Regions from separate parts of the Sus scrofa genome. Here regions 2 and 3 are each linked to region 1. The links are chromatin contacts, called in public Hi-C and HiChIP or PLAC-seq maps. All regions are on one chromosome and are shown on one strand. Each heading gives the region's core, a stretch centred on a gene start, on an enhancer-like site or on the middle of the called end of the contact. The rest is flanking DNA. Distances are from core to core; before and after follow the strand shown.

What was found. Hi-C and Micro-C count contacts between places; a contact is called where the count stands out from the background. HiChIP or PLAC-seq counts read pairs in DNA pulled down with a chosen protein or histone mark.
Region 2: a contact with region 1 is called in a Hi-C map of liver, with 4 times the contacts expected there. The contact joins the promoter of GSTK1 here to the promoter of TMUB1 in region 1. A contact is called at or near these places in 1 of 5 promoter capture datasets (liver) and 1 of 47 Hi-C or Micro-C datasets (liver).
Region 3: an H3K27ac HiChIP or PLAC-seq map of alveolar macrophages shows a contact between it and region 1. The contact joins the promoter of ZYX here to the promoter of TMUB1 in region 1. A contact is called at or near these places in 3 of 47 Hi-C or Micro-C datasets (heart right ventricle, liver and skeletal muscle) and 1 of 2 datasets of contacts at active chromatin or transcription factors (alveolar macrophages).

What each region holds. Positions count from the first base shown.
Region 1 is chr18:6,140,430-6,144,589 of Sscrofa11.1, forward strand. TMUB1 (transmembrane and ubiquitin like domain containing 1) reads left to right here and starts at 2,022. Exons shown (of 3, transcript NM_001244336.1): 1 at 2,022-2,060; 2 at 2,991-3,409; 3 at 3,667-4,160. The coding sequence starts at 3,021. The coding sequence ends at 4,018. All of the region lies in intron 1 of AGAP3 (arf-GAP with GTPase, ANK repeat and PH domain-containing protein 3), which reads right to left.
Region 2 is chr18:6,996,979-7,001,138 of Sscrofa11.1, forward strand. GSTK1 (glutathione S-transferase kappa 1) reads right to left here and starts at 2,090. Exons shown (of 8, transcript NM_001315574.1): 1 at 1,874-2,090; 2 at 1,276-1,357; 3 at 959-1,087; 4 at 554-654; 5 at 237-272. The coding sequence starts at 1,945. It overlaps LOC106508196 (a long non-coding RNA gene), which reads left to right and starts at 2,188. Exons shown (of 4, transcript XR_001304823.2): 1 at 2,188-2,387.
Region 3 is chr18:6,868,126-6,872,285 of Sscrofa11.1, forward strand. It overlaps ZYX (zyxin), which reads right to left and starts at 2,109. Exons shown (of 10, transcript XM_003134592.5): 1 at 1,822-2,109; 2 at 1,478-1,694; 3 at 810-1,009; 4 at 556-648; 5 at 1-441. The coding sequence starts at 1,679. LOC102166231 (a long non-coding RNA gene) reads left to right here and starts at 991. Exons shown (of 3, transcript XR_299598.3): 1 at 991-1,339.

The DNA.
Region 1 (4,160 bases), core at 772-3,271:
TTAGATGCTTAATTAGAATTGACAGCAAGAAGGTTGCACAGGTATCTTCCAGCAGAAATGCTAAAGGTAAAGAGCCCTCCAAAGTGTTGCCCTGGCCGCCAGCACCTACCTGTTTGGCTAATCACCTGTCTCTTCTATTAGGAAAGGAGCCACATGCAGGCATAGGGTCTGATTCACCACTGTATTCCCAGCTTCTCATTCCGGCCTGGCACTTAGTATACATTTAATAAATATTTCTAGAATAAATGAATAAGTGGGAGGGAAGGAATGAGAGACAGATAGTTCTGTATGTTATAAATCTAAACAGCCCCAATGCAACATTTGGAGAGCTTGCTCCCACAAGAAGGTATCTGCCTTTGGAACACAGGTTATATTAGTTTTAATTAAGTTTGGCTTATAGAGTTCCCTGGTGGTTCAGTGGGTTAAGGATCCAAGTTGTCAGTGCTGTGGAACAGGATGGATTCCTGGCCCTGGGAACTTCTGCATGCCGCAGGTGCAAGCAGGAAAAAGAAAAAAAAAAAAAAAGACTGGCCTGTAAAATCAAGGATGTGAGATCTCTGTGGCTATAGGAGCCCAGAGAAAGGAGAGAAAAACCCACGGAAAGGAATGGGCCCAGGCCAGGCTGAGGCTCGACATCCCCTACATAGCAACACTCTAAGATCTGGGTGGAAGGAGTGTTCTAATACTAAGTGAACAAATATCCACCGTGTGACAGCTCCTCTGCATAATTTTCACACTTATTTAATAAAACACCTAATTTTTCTTGCAATTGCCTTTAAAAAAATTTTTTTTGTATTTTTTATTCTTTTAGGGCCATACCTGAGGCGTATGGAGGTTCCCAGGCTAGGGATCAAATCGGAGCTGCAGCTGCTGGCCTACGCCACAGCCACAGCCACGCCAGATCAGAGCCGAGTCTGTGACCTACACCACAGCTCATGGAAACGATGGATGCTTAACCCACTGAGTGAGGCCAGGGATCAAACCTGCATCTTGATGGATACTAGCCAGATTCTTTTTTTTGTCTTTTTGCCCTTTCTAGGGCCACTCCTGTGGCATATGGAGGTTCCCAGGCTAGGGGTCGATTAGTCAGATTCTTAACCCGCTGAGCTACAACAGGAACTCCACAATTGCCTTTTGAGGTATGTGTTGGGAACAGAGAAATTTAGGTTCAAAGACATTCAGTAAAGCACCCAAGGTCACATAGTTGATAAGCACAGGATAAGGGATCAGCATTTGTGCCACGTTCCAAAGTCTATGCCTCTTGCACAGTCTTTCGGGGGAAAGGGGAGGAGGGGACCTGGTAAATAAGCAGCCCAAGCCACCGTGGCCAGCCTGGTGGGGAAGCCCATGGATACTGGGCGCTGGGCTGAAGAGTCAATTTGGAGGATCCAGGATGACTTCTGGGGTCCACTCTGACTTAAAGTTCTTGTTGTGGCTCAGCGGATTAAAAACCCGACACAGTGTGAGGATGTGGCATGGATCCCTGGCCTCACTCAGAGGGTTAAGGATCCAGCGTTGTGAGCTGTGGTGTAGGTCGCAGATGCAGCTCGTATCTGGTGTTGCTAAGGCTGTGGTGCAGCCCGGCAGGTGCAGCTCCTATTCGACCCCTAGCCTGGGAACACCCATGTGCCGCAGGTGCGGCTGTAAAAAGAAAGAAGAGTAGGCCAAGGTAGGATCCACTCGAGCTTCCCCGATGCTGCTTCTGGAAACAGTGGTGCTCTAACAAGCTCCAGCTAACGCTGGTTTCTGGAGTAACAGATGCCCCAACTGCCCCGGGCAGGGGGCTGTCCCTGCTGTCGCCCAAACCTCTACGGGAGAGCACACCCCCCAAACCCAACCCCGCCGTCCCCTCAGCAATTTGCGGGCACTGGGACGAGACAGCCGAGTCCTGCCCGTGGATCCGCAGCGCGGAAGGCGGGGACTGCGCACCGCGCTGGACTACAAGTCCCACAATACTTCGCACGGCGGGGAAGCGGAGGGTGCCTCCAGGTGTCTGCGACCTCGCCACCTCCCGCCCGGAAGTGCCCGAGGGTCCGCTATGGAGCTGGCGGAGCCGGGCGGTGAGTCCTGCGTTCTGACCGCGCCCACCCCGCCGCCCCCGCCAGCTGGCCCCCGCTCGCCCCGCCCCGGGATCGGTCTGGCACTCCCGCCGCTGGGGTTGGGGGGCGGGCGGGAAGATGGGAGGGGTGATGGAGGATGGGGGTGGGGAGGCTAAAGTCTCGGATTCCGGCGGTATCTGGGGTCCTGCTGCGGGCTAGGTTTGGAGAGGCGTCTAAGAGGAGGCGCGGAACTGGGCCGACTCGGGGTGGAGTTTGAGTGGACCGAGGGGGGCCGAGTTGCGGTGGGGAGCAGCGACCCTCGGAGATTCCAGTTTGCCAAAGGGCTCGTTTCGACGTGGGGAAGCTTTAGGAAACTGTATCGTGTTACGGGTGGGAGGTTTGGGTAAATAGTAAAGGGGCGGGGGTGTGCTGTGTGTGTGTGTGTGTGTGTGTGTGTGTGTGTGTGTGTGTGTGTGTGTTCGTGGAGGAAAGCCTTTTGTGTGTCTGTGTGTGTCTGGAGACCTTTTTCTTCCCCCTTGGAGAAACTTTAGTGATGGAGGAATAGATAAACTTTGGGATGAATTAGATGGAAAGAATAGGTAAGCTTTGGGGTGAAGTTTGATGGGGGTTGAATTTAGGGGAGAGGTTGCTTAGAAGGTCAAGGCCTGACCTCTGAGTAGGATGTGGGTGAATTGGAGAGCTGGTTAAAGACCTAGAACTTAGGTTACAAAAAATTAGGACTTGGGGTTTGGTGATGGGAAGGGGCATGTGACCCAAGTCTGGGGCAAGCAAGAGGGAGAGCAGTCTGTGTCCCAGGGTGGGGTGTGGCTAAGTGGGCAAAGGAATTGGGACTGTGGGAGAGTTGTAGTGGGGTGGGGTCGGACGCCCCTGAAGTTCAGAGGGCTCTTGGAGGCTGAGCCAGCCCCTCATGGGTTCTTTGTGCCTCTCCAGCTCGGTAGCCCAGCGGGCAAGGCAGGTGCCATGGCCCTGATTGAAGGGGTGGGTGATGAGGTGACCATCCTTTTCGCGGTGCTTGCCTGCCTTCTGGTGCTGGCTCTCGCCTGGGTCTCAACACACACTGCCGAGGGCGTGGATCCACTGTCCCAGCCATCAGGGACCCCACCATCAACACAGCCCAGCGAAGCCATGGCGGTCACTGACAGCATCAGAGGGGAGGCCCCAGGAGCTGAGACCCCGAGCCTGAGACACAGAGGTCAGGCTGCACAGCCAGAGTCTGGCATGGGGCTCCCGGCCACACCGCCACCCCAGGACTCCCCCCAAGAGCCCCTCGTGCTACGGCTGAAATTCCTCAACGATTCAGAGCAGGTGGCCAGGGCCTGGCCCCACGACACCATTGGCTCCCTGAAAAGGTAAGCTGGGAAGAGGACGGGGTTGAAGTGGTAATGAGTCGGGTGGGAATGGTCACAGCGTGGAAGGGCCACCAGAGATGCTGATGGGAACTGAGGTCCCCAAGCCACTCACACGGTATTGTTCCTCTGAAGCAGGAGAGGCCCCTGCGGAGGGAGCCCTGGGTGGTAGGTGGAGGAGAGAAGTGAGAGAGTTGTTCTGGGCGAGGGGCCAGGATTGCCTGAGACCTGCTCTATTACCCAGGTCCCTCTCTCCTCAGGACCCAGTTTCCCGGACGGGAGCAGCACGTGCGACTCATCTACCAAGGGCAGCTGCTAGGAGACGACACCCAGACCCTGGGCAGCCTTCACCTCCCTCCCAACTGCGTTCTCCACTGCCACGTGTCCACCCGGGTGGGTCCCCCACACCCACCCTGCCCACCGGGGTCAGAGCCAGGCCCCTCCGGGCTGGAGGTAGGCAGCCTCCTGCTGCCCCTGCTCCTGCTGCTGCTGCTGCTGCTCTGGTACTGCCAGATCCAGTACCGGCCCTTCTTTCCCCTGACAGCCACCCTGGGTCTGGCCGGCTTCACCCTACTCCTCAGTCTCCTGGCCTTTGCCATGTACCGCCCGTAGTGCCTCCACGGGCTCTTGGCAGTGTCGCTGGCCCCTCCGGACCTTGCTCCCCACGACACGGTGGGAGCTGCTGTCTGCCCCGGCCGGCCTCTCCCACTTGCCTCTTCCCACTACCCTGGAGCCCAGCCCTGCGCCGCAGAGC
Region 2 (4,160 bases), core at 840-3,339, 860 kb after region 1:
CTCTGCCACTAAGTTCTTTCATCAAATACATGCTACCCAGGGAGAATTCTGCACTTCCTCTTTCAACCATGAAATATTCTTTCAAGAGTCCTTAGTTCCAATGCTTTGGTGATTTGGCCTCTCAAACATCCTTCCTCCCCAAATAACTATGACCTCGTCCACCCAGTAAGAAAACCTTGTCCTCTCTGCACCCAATGCCAAGTGTACTCAGATTCCCCATGAGAGGGGACACTCACGGCCAGGACGCTCTGGGGCTCTGTGATGTCTTCGTCCTGGGAAGAAGAGGACACTTGGTATGAGGGGGGTGGTGAGTGAGGGGTGTGATGGAGGGCACCAGGTCAGGGAACAAGGCGGAGGGCAGGACCTAGTGGGCACCAGGTCAGGGAACAACAGGGAGGGCAGGACCCAGAGGGCACCAGGTCAGGGAACAACGCGGAGGGCAGGACCCAGAGGGCACCAGGTCAGGGAACAACGCGGAGGGCAGGACCTAGGGGAAGGTCACCAAGTCACACTGGGTATCCTCGCACGTGGGTTCCCAGAGCCCTGCGCTCACCCGTGACCAGACGCGCATCCACAGTTCCCTGGACACTTTCTCCAGCATCTCGGGGTGCTCCAGTTTCACGGTGGTGAGGAAGCGCATGGCTGTCAAACTTCCTGTGGGGCAGAGGCCCTCAGAAGTAGGGCCCTCCTAGCCTGCTTCCCATGGAAGACCAGCTCTTTCCTGCACCTGACACCCTGCAGTGCGCCATTGCCCTCAGCCCCCCACCCAAGTTTCTGGGAACTGATTAGTCCTGTTCTTCCTGTCCTTACGTCCCCACAACCTCGCTCAACTCTTATCCTGAGTTTTCCCAAGGTTTGTTGCACTTAACGTAGCACCTAAGCCTCTTCTTCCCAGCCTTGCGATCTCCAAATCTACTCCTCCCCACTTGATGCCCCATCTATATCCCATGTTTTTCACCTTTTCCAAGGATTGTAGAGAAGAAATCCTTGGGGAAGTGGATGGGAACCTGGAGATGGTGTCCCAGTCGCTTAATGTCCTCTTTCATGTACACAGCTTTGCGGGGAAGCATAGCTGGTGGCTGGTTTCCTGAAAATGGACAGTTAGGCTCACTGGTAAGAGACACCTAAGAGTCCCAGGCCCGGGGGACTCCTTCCCAGGCTTTGGGCAGAGGGCATATTACTGGCTGCTGCCACCAATATGAAACTCCAGTGGTAGCGCCTATGGGTCTCTGAAGTCAGTCTTCCCTCAAATCCTTGGAGAAAACGCCTTCCTACCGCTGTCTTTTAAGATCCCTGCAATTAAGCTTGGGCACAGCTGCAGGTTGACATTCCAGATGTTCTTGTACCGGCACAGGATCTGCAGGAGAGGAGGCGAAGATGGAGAGTGAAAGATGGGCAGTGAAAAAGGCTGAGGGAAGGGAAAGGTTCGTAGTAATGACCAGCCAGAGGCTACACGTGCAGGGAAGGGCTTAGGAGGAGGCCCTAAAGTGCTTGGTTTGAAATGGCAAAACTCTCTACGCCTAGAAATCCATCCCAGGATCTTTGTGGACAGTTTTTATCTGTTCTGCACGCTACCCCGCAAAACTGACATCTGAGGGCTAAGAAGTGGCGGTGCCATGGATTTCTCCTACATTCTCTGGAGCTGTTCCTCTTTCACTGTAGGAAACCCCTACTTTAGAATATAAGGGCTCTCCCTGGAGCCAGCGATCGTATCCTGTTTACCGACACAGTGACCTTCAGCCCTGGCTCTATCAACGTGTCTTAAACGCGCCGGGCAGAGCCAGGAGTTTCACAAGACTGCGGTTCCCGCGCCCCAAGCTCGCCCTTCCCTCTGCTCTCCAAGCCCCGGCTGAAGCGGCTCCCCAGGCGTCACCTCGAAGGCCAGCCAGGAGTAGGGGGACAGCACATCGTAGAAAAGCTCCACGGTCCGCGGGAGAGGCCCCATGCTGCAGCCGGACAACTGAGAAGCAAGCGCGGCCCAGCAAGCCGAGCGTTGATCGTTCCCTTTCTCCTGCGCGCAGCGTCCAGGCCGCGGCTCCAGGCGCAGAGTGAGGACGGGCCCCACCTTCGGCCCCGCCCCGATTCCCGGCCTCCCCGGGGTCAGGCCCCGCCCCGCCCATCCGCCCCGCCCCGCCCATCCTTCCCCGGAGCCCCGCCCCCGGCTCGGGGGACAGCCCCGCCCCGCCTCGCCCGCCCCGCCCTGGCCGCGCAGCCCGCAGCGGGCAGAGTCGGGCTGGCTGTGGGGTGCCCTGGAAAAGCGGAGAGCGCCCGGGAGGCGAGGGTGAGAGGATATCCCCTGCGGAGCGCGCCGGTGTGGTGACCCAAGCACCTCACGGTCACCGCCCTGCCCTGCAGTGGAGTCCGGGGCAAACGGACGTAGTTTAAGGGTGAGTGCTGGCCTCTCACTTAGCTGTGAGCCTCTGGCAAGCCCGTTGACCTCTCTGAACCGCAGTGGCCTCCTCTCTCGTAAACATAGGCATAAAAATAGGGTTTACATAATAATAACACTGCCTTATTCAGGCTTGTGGGGAGTGAAAGGATTACGATTCACCTCAGCTTTTAGTGTTACTTGGCAATTGCAAGACTTTCTGGGACTGGGCAGAGTAAGAAGTGACCCAATGATAATTTTTTTTGTATTTCTCAAGAGTTTAGCACAATGTCTGGAGTATATTTGATAACCAATATATTCTGAACGAAGGAGAGGATACCTTACTGCAGCGGTAATTGGAGGGATAATGAGGAATAGTCTGTTGTCTTCGTACTTGTAAATATGTCATATTGTCTTCTTTTTTTTTTTTTTGGCTTTTCTAGGGCCGCTCCCGGGGCATATGGAGATTCCCGCATATGGAGGTTCCCAGGCTAGGGGTCGAATCAGAGCTGTAGCCGCCGGCCTACATCAGAGCCACAGCAACAGGGGATCTGAGCCACGTCTGCAGCCTACACCACAGCTCACGGGAACACCGGATCCTTAACCCACTGAGCAAGGCCAGGGATCGAACCTGCAACCTCATGGTTCCTAGTCGGATTCCTTAACCACTGCGCCACGGCAGGAACTCCTGTCATATTGTCTTGTACTTGAATTACATTTATTGCAAAGAAACAAGTTTAAAAATTCCATTTAATTTTATTAAATTATTCTTAATATTACTAATTTTATGAATTGGAAAACTTACAAAGATTCCACTCATTTGTATGCATTGAAAAACAACCCTAGGGAGTTCCCGTCATGGCGCAGTGGTTAACTGAATCCAACTAGGAACCATGAGGTTGCGGGTTCGGTCCCTGCCCTTGCTCAGTGGGTTAACGATCCGGCGTTGCCATGAGCTGTGGTGTAGGTCGCAGACGCAGCTCAGATCCCGCGTTGCTGTGGCTCTGGCGTAGGCCGGTGGCTACAGCTCCGATTCAACCCCTGGCCTGGGAACCTCCATATGCCGCGGGAGCGGCCCAAGAAATAGCAACAACAACAACAACAAAAGACAAACAAAACAAAACAAAACAAAAAAAACCCTAAGACCATCAGAATACAAGGATACAGTGTAAACCTTTAAACTTTTACACAGAACATATAAAATGGAATGAGAAATGATGTTATCTTCACCCACTTTCACATTAAACTAATTGCATGATGATCAGTGAAACTAAATTATTGACATTAAAAAACTGTACTTTGTTTTTCTTCAACAGTGTTAGTTTAAAAGTATCTAAGAGCTAATTTAGCTTGGTCATAAGATTTTAAAAGTTGATCATCACTTTTATTTTAAAACCTTTATATCTGGAAATCATTTTAGACTTACAGAAGAGATACACAGGGAGTACAAAGAGTTTCTGCATTTCCCTCATCCAGCTTCTCCTAATGTGAACATTTTGTGCATATATAACTATCAAAACTGGGAAATTAACTGGATTACAGACTTCATTCCTATTTCACCATTTTTTCACTAATGACCTTTCTCTGTTCCAGGATCCAGTCCAGGATACTATACAGCATTTATTTTCTTCTTCTTCTTCTTTTTTTTTTTTTTTTTTTTTTGCTTTTTAGGGCTGAACCCACAGCATATGGAAGTTCCCAGGCTAGGGGTCCAATTGGAGCTACAGCTGCTGGCCTACACCACAGCCACAACAACTTGGGATCCAAGCCGCATCTACAACATACACCATAG
Region 3 (4,160 bases), core at 859-3,358, 730 kb after region 1:
ATAAGTGAAGCTGGGAGGCTGAGCAGAGCCTGTGCCAGTGGAAGGAGCTTCAGGGGGCCCTGACTTTCGACTGGGCTGTGACCCAGGTCCACCTGGTGCTCCAGGGCTGAACTTGGAAGCCACAGGAGTAAACTTGGGAGTCACTGGAGAAAACTTAGGGGCGGGAGATGGGGCTGGGGGACCCCGAGGCTGGGTGTTAGCCGAAGGCACAGGCTGGGGCTGGGCCTGGGGCTGGACATGGAGCTGGACCTGAGGCTTGGCCTGGGGCTGGGGCTGCACATGGAAGTGCGTTTGGCTCTGAGGCTGGGCCTGGGACAAAGGCTGGGAGCTGGAAGCAGACTTCCAGGGAGGCAGGGGGGCTGTGCCCCCAGGTGCAGGCTTGGTATTGGACTTGGAAATGAATGGCGTGGAGACCGGTGGGGGTACATATCCAGATGACACCTGCAAGGGGAGGCAGAGGGGAGAGAAGCACCTTAGAGGAGGTGCTGCCCCCCCATAATTCGATCCCCACGACCTTCCTCCCTGCCCTGCCCTTGCTCCTCTCCATTCCCTTACCCGGGCTTTGAAGGGATCATTCTTGGTCATGTCATCCAGCAGTGAGGACAGAGAGTCAATCTCCAGATCAATACTGCTCACTTTATCCCTGGGCTAGAGGGTCAGGAGTCAGAGCACCCATGCCCAATTCTCCACCGCAGCCCCACCCTCGTGTGGACAGAGAGGCCGAGAGCCGGGGGGGGGGGGGGGTTGAAGGACCCTCCTCTCCTCCCCTTGGGGTGTCCACTGCAGCTGCCCCTCCCAGGCCTCCATACCTGCGGTGGGAGCTGTATGGGGACCTCAGGCCCTCCCTCCTCCACCAGCGGGGGCGGCGGGGAAGGGAAGATCTCCTCCTCCAAAGGCGCAGGGGGAAACGGTTCCTCGATCGGGGGAGGAGGGGGAGGGAAAGCACCTCCCAGGGCGCCCTCCGCCTCGTCGGCCTCCCCCAGCACGGGAGGCGGCGGTAAAGGAAAGTCTGAGGTTGGGAGGAGACAGAGGGCAGTCAGCGGGGACTCCTCTACCCCTCGCCAAGTTCCCCTCCTGCTCCACCTCTAAGCCCCAACCCAAGAACTTCTCTCAGGGGTCCTGGAGGGCGCGGGAAGTAAAAGGGGCGCAGGACGCCCCGGGAGCACTGGGTCAGGAAAGGCCGGGGCTCGGCCAAGGAGTGGATGCATCTCCCATTACACTTCGGAAAACGGACCCAGAGGGGAAAATTCGTGCCCCACATTCCCGCCTCCCACCCCCAGGCGGAGGACTTGGAACAGTCCCAGGAGCCCTGGCTTCCAGCCATGAGCTCCACGATGAGGTAAGAACATCTGCTCGGGACTGGGTGGCTGCGCCCAGCCCCCTCTGCTGCAACCTCTCCAGACATCCCCAAATTCCCGAAACCACTCCCCCCGGCCCGGCGCCCGCCGAGGTCCAGCCCCCGAGCTCGGCCACATACCTTCTGGGGGCGGTGGGGGGATCTCGCCCACTCGGCCCATCTGTGCGCGTTGGGCCCCGGCCGCCGCGGGAGGCTCACCGTCCCCGGGCCGGAAAGGATTCACTTTGGGCTTTGGGGCCACCACCGGGCCGAACTTCTTCTGCGGGGCGTAAAAAACCGGAGCCGAGACGGAGATCGCGCGAGGCGGGCGGGGGGCCGCCATGGCCAGGCCGGGCTGCTGGGGACGGAGGGCCGGGTTACGCAGCGCAGAGCCCGGCTGAGGACCCCCTCGCCGGCCCGGCTCCCCTCCGCGCCCCCGCGCCCCCACCCCGGGAGCGGCCGCCGGGCGGCTCCCCGCGCCTCACCGCGGGCCGGAGCGTGCGCGCAGCGTCTCGGGTGGCCGTCTCGCAGCCGGGTCCTCGGACTCTGCGTCCCGGTCCCGAGCTGCCTCCAGCCAGGCGGGGAGGGGCGCAGGGAAGAGGGAGGGAGGGAGAGGGCGGGGAGAGAGCGGCGCCGAGACCATACAAGGAGCGGCCCGGAGAGGGGGCGGGGAGAGGCGGGGAGGGCCGACGAGGCAGGAAACTCCCCCAGGAAGGGGCCCCGATCCTGCCCCGGGGCCGGAGGCTTCATCAAGGTCCTCCCGCCCCCGCCTCCGCCCCCCTCCCGGCCGGCCCCGCCGCCCCCGCCGCCCCGGCCCGGCCCAGACCACCCCTCCCCAAACACAGGCCTCTGATGTCATTTCCTGACTTGCCCCGCCCCCCCCTCCCGCCCGACCCGCGGGTGCCCGAGATCTGACTCACCGTTCCTACTCCGGGCTACCCTGCGGAGGTCGGGTGGCCGCCCCAGAGCTGCCCCAGCAGCTCAGGGGCGCCTCCGCCCCAGCCCAGCCCCCTCCTCTCCCGGCCTACCTGCCCCCGCCACCTTCGGCCGCTCCTCCGCCTTTGCACCCAGCCGCCAGCCCCTCGCCCCGGGACTGGCAGGACTGGGATGGAACGGGGCTCCTAGGTGGACGGGGATGGTGAGTGGGGTGTTATCCCTTCTCCCGCCCCCCTAGGCCCTTCTGTGACCTGGAGTAGGGGTGGGGTGTCAGCATGAACCTCAAGGGTCCTTTGGGGATCTTAACTTCAAATCCTGGGCAGCTACTAAAGGTTTCTAAGAATTCGCATCACCCGCGCCCCCGCCTATGGATCAGTTAAATACTGCGGGAGGGAGAGTCCGGGCGGGCCCGGCCAGGCCGGGGAGGTGAGAGGGCGGGACGGAGGCGAGGGCAGCCAGAGCACTTGGGGCGGGGGAGAACGGACTTGGAGGCTGGCGACAGTCTTCGCCGGTTCTGCAGCGCCCGCCCGGACCCACCTCTCTAGGAGCTGGTGCGCTGCTGCGGGGCGGCCCTCCGGGGGTTCCGAGACTGCGCTCGGTGGAGCCCCCCATGGGTCCGATCGGATTCCTCAGCCTTCTTGTGCCCCAGGCTACTGGAAAGGGACCGACCTAGGTTCTTTCTTTCTGATTCTTTTTCTAACTGAGCATGGAAACTTACCAGATTGGCTCCTGAATTCTTCCACACTCACTGTCTACAAACTATGGCTTCACAGGGCCTTTTGGCTTGTAATTCCAACGTTATCACAATCGGGCGCTTTCTTGCCTCTCACTGTGTTGCCAGCCTTCGCTGCCATGTAAGGCAGTCCCTTGGTGCACACTCTATGCAATGTGTCCAGTCCCTGGCCCTCCAAATCAAATCGGCTGCACTCTGCTGCCAACCAGCGTCTGGGCTGGGCTCGAGAGACTGACCAGACTCACTCCTAGCATTTACCACGAGAAAACAGGCTGGAAGCTTAAGAGATACCCAGTAAGCTGCAGGATCTAGACTAAAACTGGGTATGTTAGAGGGGTCTCAGTGGCAGAGCTCATTCCTTCCCACCCTGACGTCAGGTGAAGCAACCCTGGACCCAGGAGAGCAGGTGAGGTTCAGGGGGCAGAGACCCAGCTGGAGTGCTCCAAGTGAGCGACACATCTCTGTCCTCTTGGTGTCATGTCCCCCGTGTATAAAAGGGTAATGATATTTAATCCTTATTGTGTTATATAGATAAATACATGAAATACCATATCTGAAAGTGCTGATGATGCCCAGTCCTATTATTCAAGTTCCTGTTCTGACAGGTTCCCCTAGGGCCATTTTCCCCATGTGTCCCCTTCCAGGTTGCCCGGCAGGCCTCTCATGGGCCTTCATACATGCATGCCTCCTCCTCCAACCTTATCAAATATTTAATTATACCTAAGACCTTATCTCCTTCGCCTTCTCTGACACCACTGATCTTTCTTTTCTCTGGCGTCTTCATGTCTTTGCCACTGGTATTTCTCACAGCCACAAGCATGGGTGGCCATGTATCATATCAAGCTTGCAGGGCAGACCTTCTCTGACATATAAGCTGGTCTCGGGCCAGGCCCTGTGAAGATCTGCTGGAAATTTGATGCTAAGATTTCCTGTGAGACCAAAAGTCTCATGGCCAATCCTTGAAAAATGTACCCACTTAGGGAAGTGAGGAAGATGGTTTGCGCATAACATCATAAGAGTAAAAGCCATCTGCCCTCTGAATGTCTCCTTAAGGAATGTGCCTGTGCAAAATATAGTCTATTTAATTGTTAGGCAGCTGAACCTATTTATAAATCAAGAATAGAAGAGTGCGTAGGCAGGCTTAGTTTTACTGAC